Regions from separate parts of the Sus scrofa genome. Here region 2 is linked to region 1. Evidence: chromatin contacts called from public HiChIP or PLAC-seq data. All regions are on one chromosome and are shown on one strand. Each heading gives the region's core, a stretch centred on a gene start, on an enhancer-like site or on the middle of the called end of the contact. The rest is flanking DNA. Distances are from core to core; before and after follow the strand shown.

Region 1 (3,737 bases), core at 334-2,833:
TCTCTGCAGACAGTTATACTCCAGCTGCTGTTTCAGAGTGTGGAGTGCAGCTGCTCTGACTGTAGCAAGAACCCGAGCTGCAGCAGCTGCCAGGCCTGGGGCAAGCGACCCTCTGAGCCTGGTTCCCCCGCTGTAAAATGCAGATTATTAAGATAATTATGGAAAGGACTTAAGGCATGGCTCACAGGCTGGCCTGATTAGTGATTCAGAGTGTTGTCGCCCAAGGCCAGGGGAGTCCTCCTAGGGACCCCAGCAGCCCCCTAACTCAGCAGCCCCTTTCCCGGACCCACCTTCCCCGCAGGGTGGCTTCCCCCGCTACGGGGAAGTCAACAACGACTTCGTCATGCTGAAGGGTTGCATTGCAGGCACCAAGAAGCGGGTCATCACACTGAGGAAGGTCAGGTGGGGCAGTGGGCCGGAGAGTGGGAGGCCTGTGGGCTGTCGGGGGGCTGGGGGGCTGGCCTGCGCTGGAGAGCCAGCGATGGGTCATGGGGAGAGCAAAGAGGGACGGACCCAGCTAGGTGAGCCAGGCACTCCTGGATGACCTGGGGTGACGGGAGGGGCTTGGCGGGGACCTCCTGCCTTGACGCTCCCCTCCCCCACGGGCCCCAGTCCCTCCTGGTGCACCACAGCCGCCGGGCCCTGGAGAACGTTGAGCTGAAGTTCATCGACACCACCTCCAAGTTCGGCCACGGCCGCTTCCAGACAGCCCAAGAGAAGAGGATCTTCATGGTGAGCCCATCCGCCTTGCTCTCTGGGGCTCAGACACCACATCCCTCCTGCCCCAGCGTGGGGCGGGCGTGGCACGCGTGCCTCCACACGCATCCGCAGGAGGGGCTCTAGGGGTCCAGCCCTGGGCACTGATTCTTGCCGGAAACGAAGGAGGGGAGGGACCAGTAGGAGGGGCAGCAGGGCCGACTCTTAGTATCCCAGGCGGCTAGTTAGACCCCTGTGACTAACGCTCCTCCTGTCGCTCGCCCTCCAGGGTCCGCAGAAGAAGCATCTTGAGAAGGAAACGCCGGAGACCTCAGGAGACTTGTAGGCAGGATGGGATGGAGGGAGCCTGAAAAACGCGATGCAACCCCTTCCTGAGCCCCCTAATAAAAGCCAGAGGCAACTCCTCCAGTGGTGTTTCAGATGTGGGGGCAAGGGAAACCTGGTCAACGGCCGGTAGCCTGGTGCTTCACGCCAGGAAAGGATGAGACCCGCCGCGGTTCAGGGTGCACCGAGGTCGCCATCCTAAACCCAGCGCAGCTCAGCGGCGCCCCCTGGTGCTCGGGGACGCGGCGGCAGGGGCGGGGCCTCGGGATGCTACAAGGGAGTGGTCCTCAGTGGTGGGCGTGGCCTGAGGGGAAGAGGGAGCCCGTCCTCGGAAGGGGGCGGGGCCTGCTGGAGGCAGGAACCAGAACCTTCTTCCGGCGGGGGATTGGTCTGTGAAAAAGGGGCGGGTCAACGGGAGGCGAACCCTGAGAGGGTGTCTCACTCCTCTGGATGTGATTGGTTCCCCTGGGGGCGGGGCCTCGAGGTGCCCGGCCCATCCTGCGTCCCGGCGCGATTGGTTCTCGGGAGGTGGGGCGGGAGGCAGGCTCAAGACCCTGCGGTGGAGCTGTGTCCTCGGTTCCGCCGGAGCTTCCCCGTCGGCGCCATGTCGTTCTGCAGCTTCTTCGGGGGCGAGGTTTTCCAGAACCACTTTGAGCCAGGTAGGATCTGTGGCTTCGTGGGAGGACAGAGGAGCAGTGACGCGTATTGGAGGGGGCGTCCCTGCCCTCGGGGTGGCGATGGAGCCCCTGAGCTCCGGGAATGGGGGGCGAGTGTGAGGAATTTGGGGATCCGGGAGAGTAATGGTACCTGAGGGAAGCGGCACATTAGGGGGGGGGTCTCTGTCCTCAAAGAGGGCAGGCCTTGAGTGTGAGCGTGGCCATTTCCGAGGAAATCTGCGGGGTCAAGGAACATGGAGGCGGTGACACCGTTGTCGGTATCCGTGCCTGGGATCGCGGCTTTAGAGCGAGCCGGTGGAAGGTCTTGTCCAGGGGCAGCTCCTGTGACTGGGCTTCCTTTCCTTGGGGCATTTCCCTGATACTACACCCCCCTTTTTCCTTGGCGGTTCCCCAGACCTGCGGGGTAAACTGGAAAGTACAGAAGGGCGTGTTGGGATCCAAATGTGACGGCCTGGGCGCCTCCCCCACCTGTCCAGGGCCCCCAGGGTTGGGTAACCTGGAGTGCTGCCAGGCTGCCAATGGCCTGTGAAGTTTGACTGGACAGCCTGGGCCGGGTGGGAGGGGTGGGAGGTCGGGGGCTGAGTGGTTGGTTTGGGGCATGGCCCCCCTCAGCCCTGGCCCCAGGCCCCAGGCTCCGTTGCCTGGTAATGGACTAATTTGGTAAGAACATTCTTGCAGGCAAGGCCAGGGCAGCAACTTACTCCTGGGGCGGGATTTACTCAGGGTCAGCCCCTTAGGGGGATGGGTTGTGACACCCCCGCATCTATGTGAGCCAGCTGTGATACAGGGCCCTCTGCCCAAAGTCCTCCCCTTAGACCCTCTGGTTGACCTCAGGCTACTCTGCCAGGCTGGAAACTCCACTCCCACAACAGCTCCCCGTTCCTCTTCCCTTCCTCACCAGTTGCTGGTAAAGGTTGGGTAGGTCTCAGACTCCAGGGCTGTCTCCAGGTGGAGGGAGGGGGAGAGGGGGCCTGAAGGGTGACTCAGTACCCTGGAGAGCCCCCAAGCAACTTCCTGTTCTGCAGATCAGTTTTGCAACCTTTTTTTTTTTTTCTTCCCCCTTCAAAGTGATTTTTTTTTTTTTTGTCTTTTCTAGGGCCACTCCCTCTGCATATGGGGGTTCCCTATCCGAGCCGAGTCTGTGAGCTACACCACAGCTCACGGCAATACCGCATCCTTAACCCACTGAGCGAGGCCGGGGATCGAACCTGCAACCTCGTGGTTCCTAGTCCGATTCATTAACCACTGCGCCACAACAGGACCTCCTCAAAGCGATCTTTTGAGGATAGGTTAAAACCCTGGCCCTCTGTCTTACTGGGCCTCCTCCCCAGTCAGGAGGTGATTGGAGGTGTTTTTTTGTTTTTTTGTAGGGCCGCACCTGCAGCATTTGGAAGTTAATGCCACAGCTACAGCCACACCAGGTCTGAGCTGCACTTGCGACCTGCACCACAGCTCATGGCCACACCAGATCCTAAACCCACTGAGCAAGGCCAGGGATGGAACTCACTTCCTCATGGATACTAGCTGGGTTCTTAACCCGCTGAGTCACAAGGGGAACTGTGGAAGTTTTTTGTTGTTATTTTTTGGTTGCCCCGTGGCATATGGAGTTTCTGGTCCGGGATCCGATCCGAGCCACAGCTGCAGCAATGTCGGATCCTCCAACCCACTCTGCTGGACCGGGGATTGAGCCTGTGTCTTGGCGTTGTAGAGCCACTGCCAATCCCTATACGCCACAGCGGGAACCCTGGAGGTCTTTTTGCTGGGATCACTCTTTTCCTGCTTGAAGAGCAGGCCAGTGGCTAGGCATCCGGCTCAAGACCTCTTTGGGCAGCAGAGATGGCCACGTGGGAAGGGAGGGGAGCTAGTGGTGGTGCTGCCACACCAGCGCCCCCCACCGTGGGGGTGCCTGCTTGGGGAGGGGGGCCGTGCTGTGTCCTCATCCGACTGCCTGGGTTCCTTCCTGCACACCCTGCAGCTGAGTCTTGTATCACTGAGCCTCAGTTTACTCATCCACAAAAT
Region 2 (3,737 bases), core at 336-2,835, 240 kb after region 1:
TACAGTTTAAAAGAAGGACCTTAGATCACCGATGATGGCCAAAGCTAAATGCTTTTATAGTGCAACATCCTTTAACACCAGCTAATTAATCCTTCCCCGAGAAAACCAAATCAGGGCTTTAAGAGGAAAACCTGGCCTAGTAATCCTGCAGCAGCACCGGTTCCTTTCACAGCTAAGGGAACTGCGAATCTCACAAGGCCTGTCCATTGAGTCCTTTAAGATGGCCGTCAAAACACAAAGCTCCCTTCGGATCCCAGGCAGAAGCTTCCAATTAAGATGGGTTTTCCTTCTCCAACACGCTCCAAGAATTTTCTCCTTTTCCTCTCCAAAACTAATGCCGCAAAGAAGTGTGGGTGTTACTGCAGAGCTCCAGCTCGGCAACTATCTTGTGCAACCTCCACCAGCATTACTGGGCCCATTCCCTAACCGGACCAGTGTGTGCTGGGCAGCCGGTGCCAGGCTGTGTAAACAAAGAGGAACTTTGAGGGACACAGCTGAGAAAGTGCTGGAAACAGCCCTTGCCCAGCTGGTGGGGGCGGGGACAGGACAGTGGTTTGCAGGCACCAGGAACTCATTCATCCCCAGGAACTCATTCATCGCGAAGGCTCCGGGATAAACTTCTGGCCCAGGTCAGCGTAGGTGGGGGCATCCGTGATTAATAATCACTGTTCCGTGGATTGATGACCGCTGGGTTAGGACTGTGAGAACTGACCCAACTCCCTCAAGTTTACAGGGGTTTTAGCAGTTGAAACAACCCTCTTATTCTCTGTAGTATTTACCTCCGCCCTCTTCTACTTTTATCGGGTGGCTGAGCCCCAGAAGAGGCTCACAATGAAGATGACTCTTGGGCACCTGAACCAGCTCCATTCCCGCTGGCTCCTCAAGCCGCGGGACCCCTCCTCGCCAGCTCTGTGCGGCTCCCAACACCCAATGATTGACTAGTTAAAAGCGGAGAAGGTGTGCTGCCCAACACTGTAATCCAACTGTAATTTTTAAAAAGGGGGCTGCTGTATGTTCCCGAGTGTTTCAACCCCGTTGCACCTCTGCTATCACTTGCTGTCCTGTTTCCTTCTCAGGACACTGGGGAGCAGCGCCTGGTTCCCCCCGAGTCGCGGGACTGCGGGAGGGGAGGGCTCCAGGACTGGGGAGGGGAGGGCCCGAACCCCGGGCTGCGGAACTGCTGAGGGCTCCCAGGACCGGACCTTGCCCCGAGGCGGGCCCACACGAGCACCCGGCGAAAGCGTGTCGGCCGCAGCGTCGCACGGGCTCCCGTAGCGCAGCCACGTCCGCCCATCCGCAGCAGACGCTCCGCCAGCGTCGCCGGCGCGCTGGCCATTGAAGAGACACGTGCTGGGATCCGACGGGCAGGGAGGCGCACCTCTGGCCTCCCGTCCCGCGGGCGCGCCCACCTCCCCGACCTGGCAGCGGAGCCCGGGGCTCCGTGAGCTCACCGCGGCCGCCCCCACGGCGCCCGCGCCCACCCCCCCCACCACGCGGCCGTGGCCTTAGCGGTGGCCGCGCCCGCGCCGCACCTGGAGCCAGCCCGGCCACCCTCGGTCTCCGGCACCCGGAACATGTCGCCCGCCATTCGGCACCTCCCGCCCGCCGCGCCGTCCTTCCCGTCCGGCCCCGCGCGGCCTGAAGCCCCCCTCCATTGGGCGCCGCCGACGCCAATCACAACGCCGCAGCCTATCACAGCACCGGGCCCCGCCTCACGAGACTGAGGCGAGGAGAAGATCGCACCGCGCTTGCAGCCGATTGGTGAAAGCAGATGCCGCTCACAGCGCCGGGCCCCGCCATTGGGCAACTGGCCAACAAGGGATGGTCCGTCCGCGCCTCCTGAGGTGGGCGGGGTCGGGCACCATCCCCGCACCTGGTCGGTGCCCCTTCTTCCAGGCGCGGCCTCCCGCTTGCCGTCCCTGTATGCGCCCTGGTTGGCGTAGCGGGGGAGCCCCGGGAAGCGCTTCCCGGAGCGCAGCGGCGCCCAACAGGGCCCAAGACAGTCAATGGCACATGGATACGTGGCCAAAGGAAACAGGACCGCAGTTCCTGTCCTGCAAGTTGTGGGGAACACGTCCTTAAAAGTGGGAGGCAAGGGATAAATAAAGAGTGCCAGCTGACTGATGTTTGGCTCAAAAAAAAAAAAAAAAAAAAAAGGTAAAGGTAAAATACACATTCAGGAGCGCTTTGTTGCTAAACTACACTGTGGGCGGCAGTCAGTGCCTCTGAGATGGCACCAAATGAGAGCCGCTCCGGCCGTTTTCTTAAGCGCACACTTAAAAAGAAAAAAGCAGAAACGGTCATGATTAGATCAAGTATTAGTATGTATTTATGCACAATAATAAAAACAGATTTACAAGTTGAACTGGAAATTTAAACATAAGAAGTTTAACAGCTTTTGTTTATTATATTAAATAACCAAACACCTTTTATTCCCAAAATTGGTAAAGAATAAATAATATAATTTACAATATGGTACAAAAAATAATCAGGAGGGACAGGCATTCTGCTTTATACATACACTGTATATGTATATTTATAATCTATAAAACAAATTCACATCTCAAACAAGCCGAAAACCTTAGGTGATATGGCTTAACGATTATTAAAAGAAACCGCAGTTAAGTTCTGCTGCCCAGAGGCATAGCTCTGGAGCCGGGTATCCTGTTACAGAATAAGGGGCACAGGTTGCTGTAGTGCTTCCAAGACCTAACTCACCTCACATGACTTAAAGGCTGCTGTGGGATTAGGAGAGCTGACAGTCAGGAAAGGTTTGCTGTAGGTTTCATTCCTTCTTTTTTCTTAAGACAAAGTGCCGTATTTCCCCTAAATGCATCTGGTAGAACTCAATGTCAAGAAAGAAGAAAAAGCCACCTGTTTTCCTCCTCCACGTGTTTCAAGCGTCTCTTACTCCATGGCTTTTCTTTGCACACATGTGATTCAATGGTGTGATCCAGTTAAACAGGCCATTCAACTGAAAGGACACACCAGTGACGAGGCTGTGGGACAGAGTGACAGAGAACGGGGCTGCCGCTACGAGCCTGGAGGTGTGCGAGAGCAGTGGAGCAACCAGTGACATGTTTCCAAACATCCCCTCTCCCTGAGCAAGTCCTCTCCCCCGGGAAGATACAGAGAGATGAGAAAAATGCCATCGTGAGCCTTACATGGAATCAGGGATTCAACCTGCATCTCCCTTGTGAGCAATGGAAGGCGCATCACGGGACATGATGTCGCCATGAAGAACCAAGGCCAAAAAACCAGCTCCCTGGAGGTGGGAGATGGAGAGTTTCAGTCTTCAGAAAAGACAATCAGCAGACCGATTCTCAACACTGAAGTGACACGGGGAAGACGTCTCTGCGCCACAGACCCGGTCTTAACCACAGGCTCATGTGCAAGGGAAGCCATGGCCGCACAGGAGGCGCTCCTGACTGTCCCTGGGAAGGCGCAGGCAGGGGGAGGCTTCGCTGCTCGGGCCCTGTGAGGATTTCCAGCTTTTACCAGGCGCTCGTTTTCATCACACTGATAGTCATTCGGGCTGGGAGAAGATGGATCCATCATCTTAATGCTATAGCTGACATCCTTTCCCTTCACATGGCAAGCGAATGCCTACTCCTGCCTGGCTGCTGGAGCAGCGAGTTCTCTGTAACCCTGGCAGCTTTACACACAGGGGAACAGGCCCCTCTCCTGCACAGCCATGTCCTCTCATGGATGATGCTGGCTAGTCAGCTGCTCCCAGA

The links. HiChIP or PLAC-seq counts read pairs in DNA pulled down with a chosen protein or histone mark.
Region 2: a contact with region 1 is called in an H3K27ac HiChIP or PLAC-seq map of alveolar macrophages. The contact joins the promoter of JPT2 here to the promoter of MSRB1 in region 1. A contact is called at or near these places in 1 of 5 promoter capture datasets (fetal skeletal muscle), 3 of 47 Hi-C or Micro-C datasets (epiblast stem cells, skeletal muscle and subcutaneous adipose tissue) and 1 of 2 datasets of contacts at active chromatin or transcription factors (alveolar macrophages).

The regions. Positions count from the first base shown.
Region 1 is chr3:40,015,578-40,019,314 of Sscrofa11.1, forward strand. MSRB1 (methionine sulfoxide reductase B1) reads left to right here and starts at 1,584. Exons shown (of 4, transcript NM_001097460.1): 1 at 1,584-1,700. The coding sequence starts at 1,646. It overlaps RPL3L (60S ribosomal protein L3-like), which reads left to right. Exons shown (of 9, transcript XM_021086793.1): 8 at 613-732; 9 at 986-1,125. The coding sequence ends at 1,042.
Region 2 is chr3:40,255,375-40,259,111 of Sscrofa11.1, forward strand. It overlaps JPT2 (Jupiter microtubule associated homolog 2), which reads right to left and starts at 1,586. Exons shown (of 5, transcript NM_001048070.1): 1 at 1,533-1,586. The coding sequence starts at 1,576. CRAMP1 (protein cramped-like) reads right to left here. Exons shown (of 22, transcript XM_021086822.1): 22 at 2,303-3,737.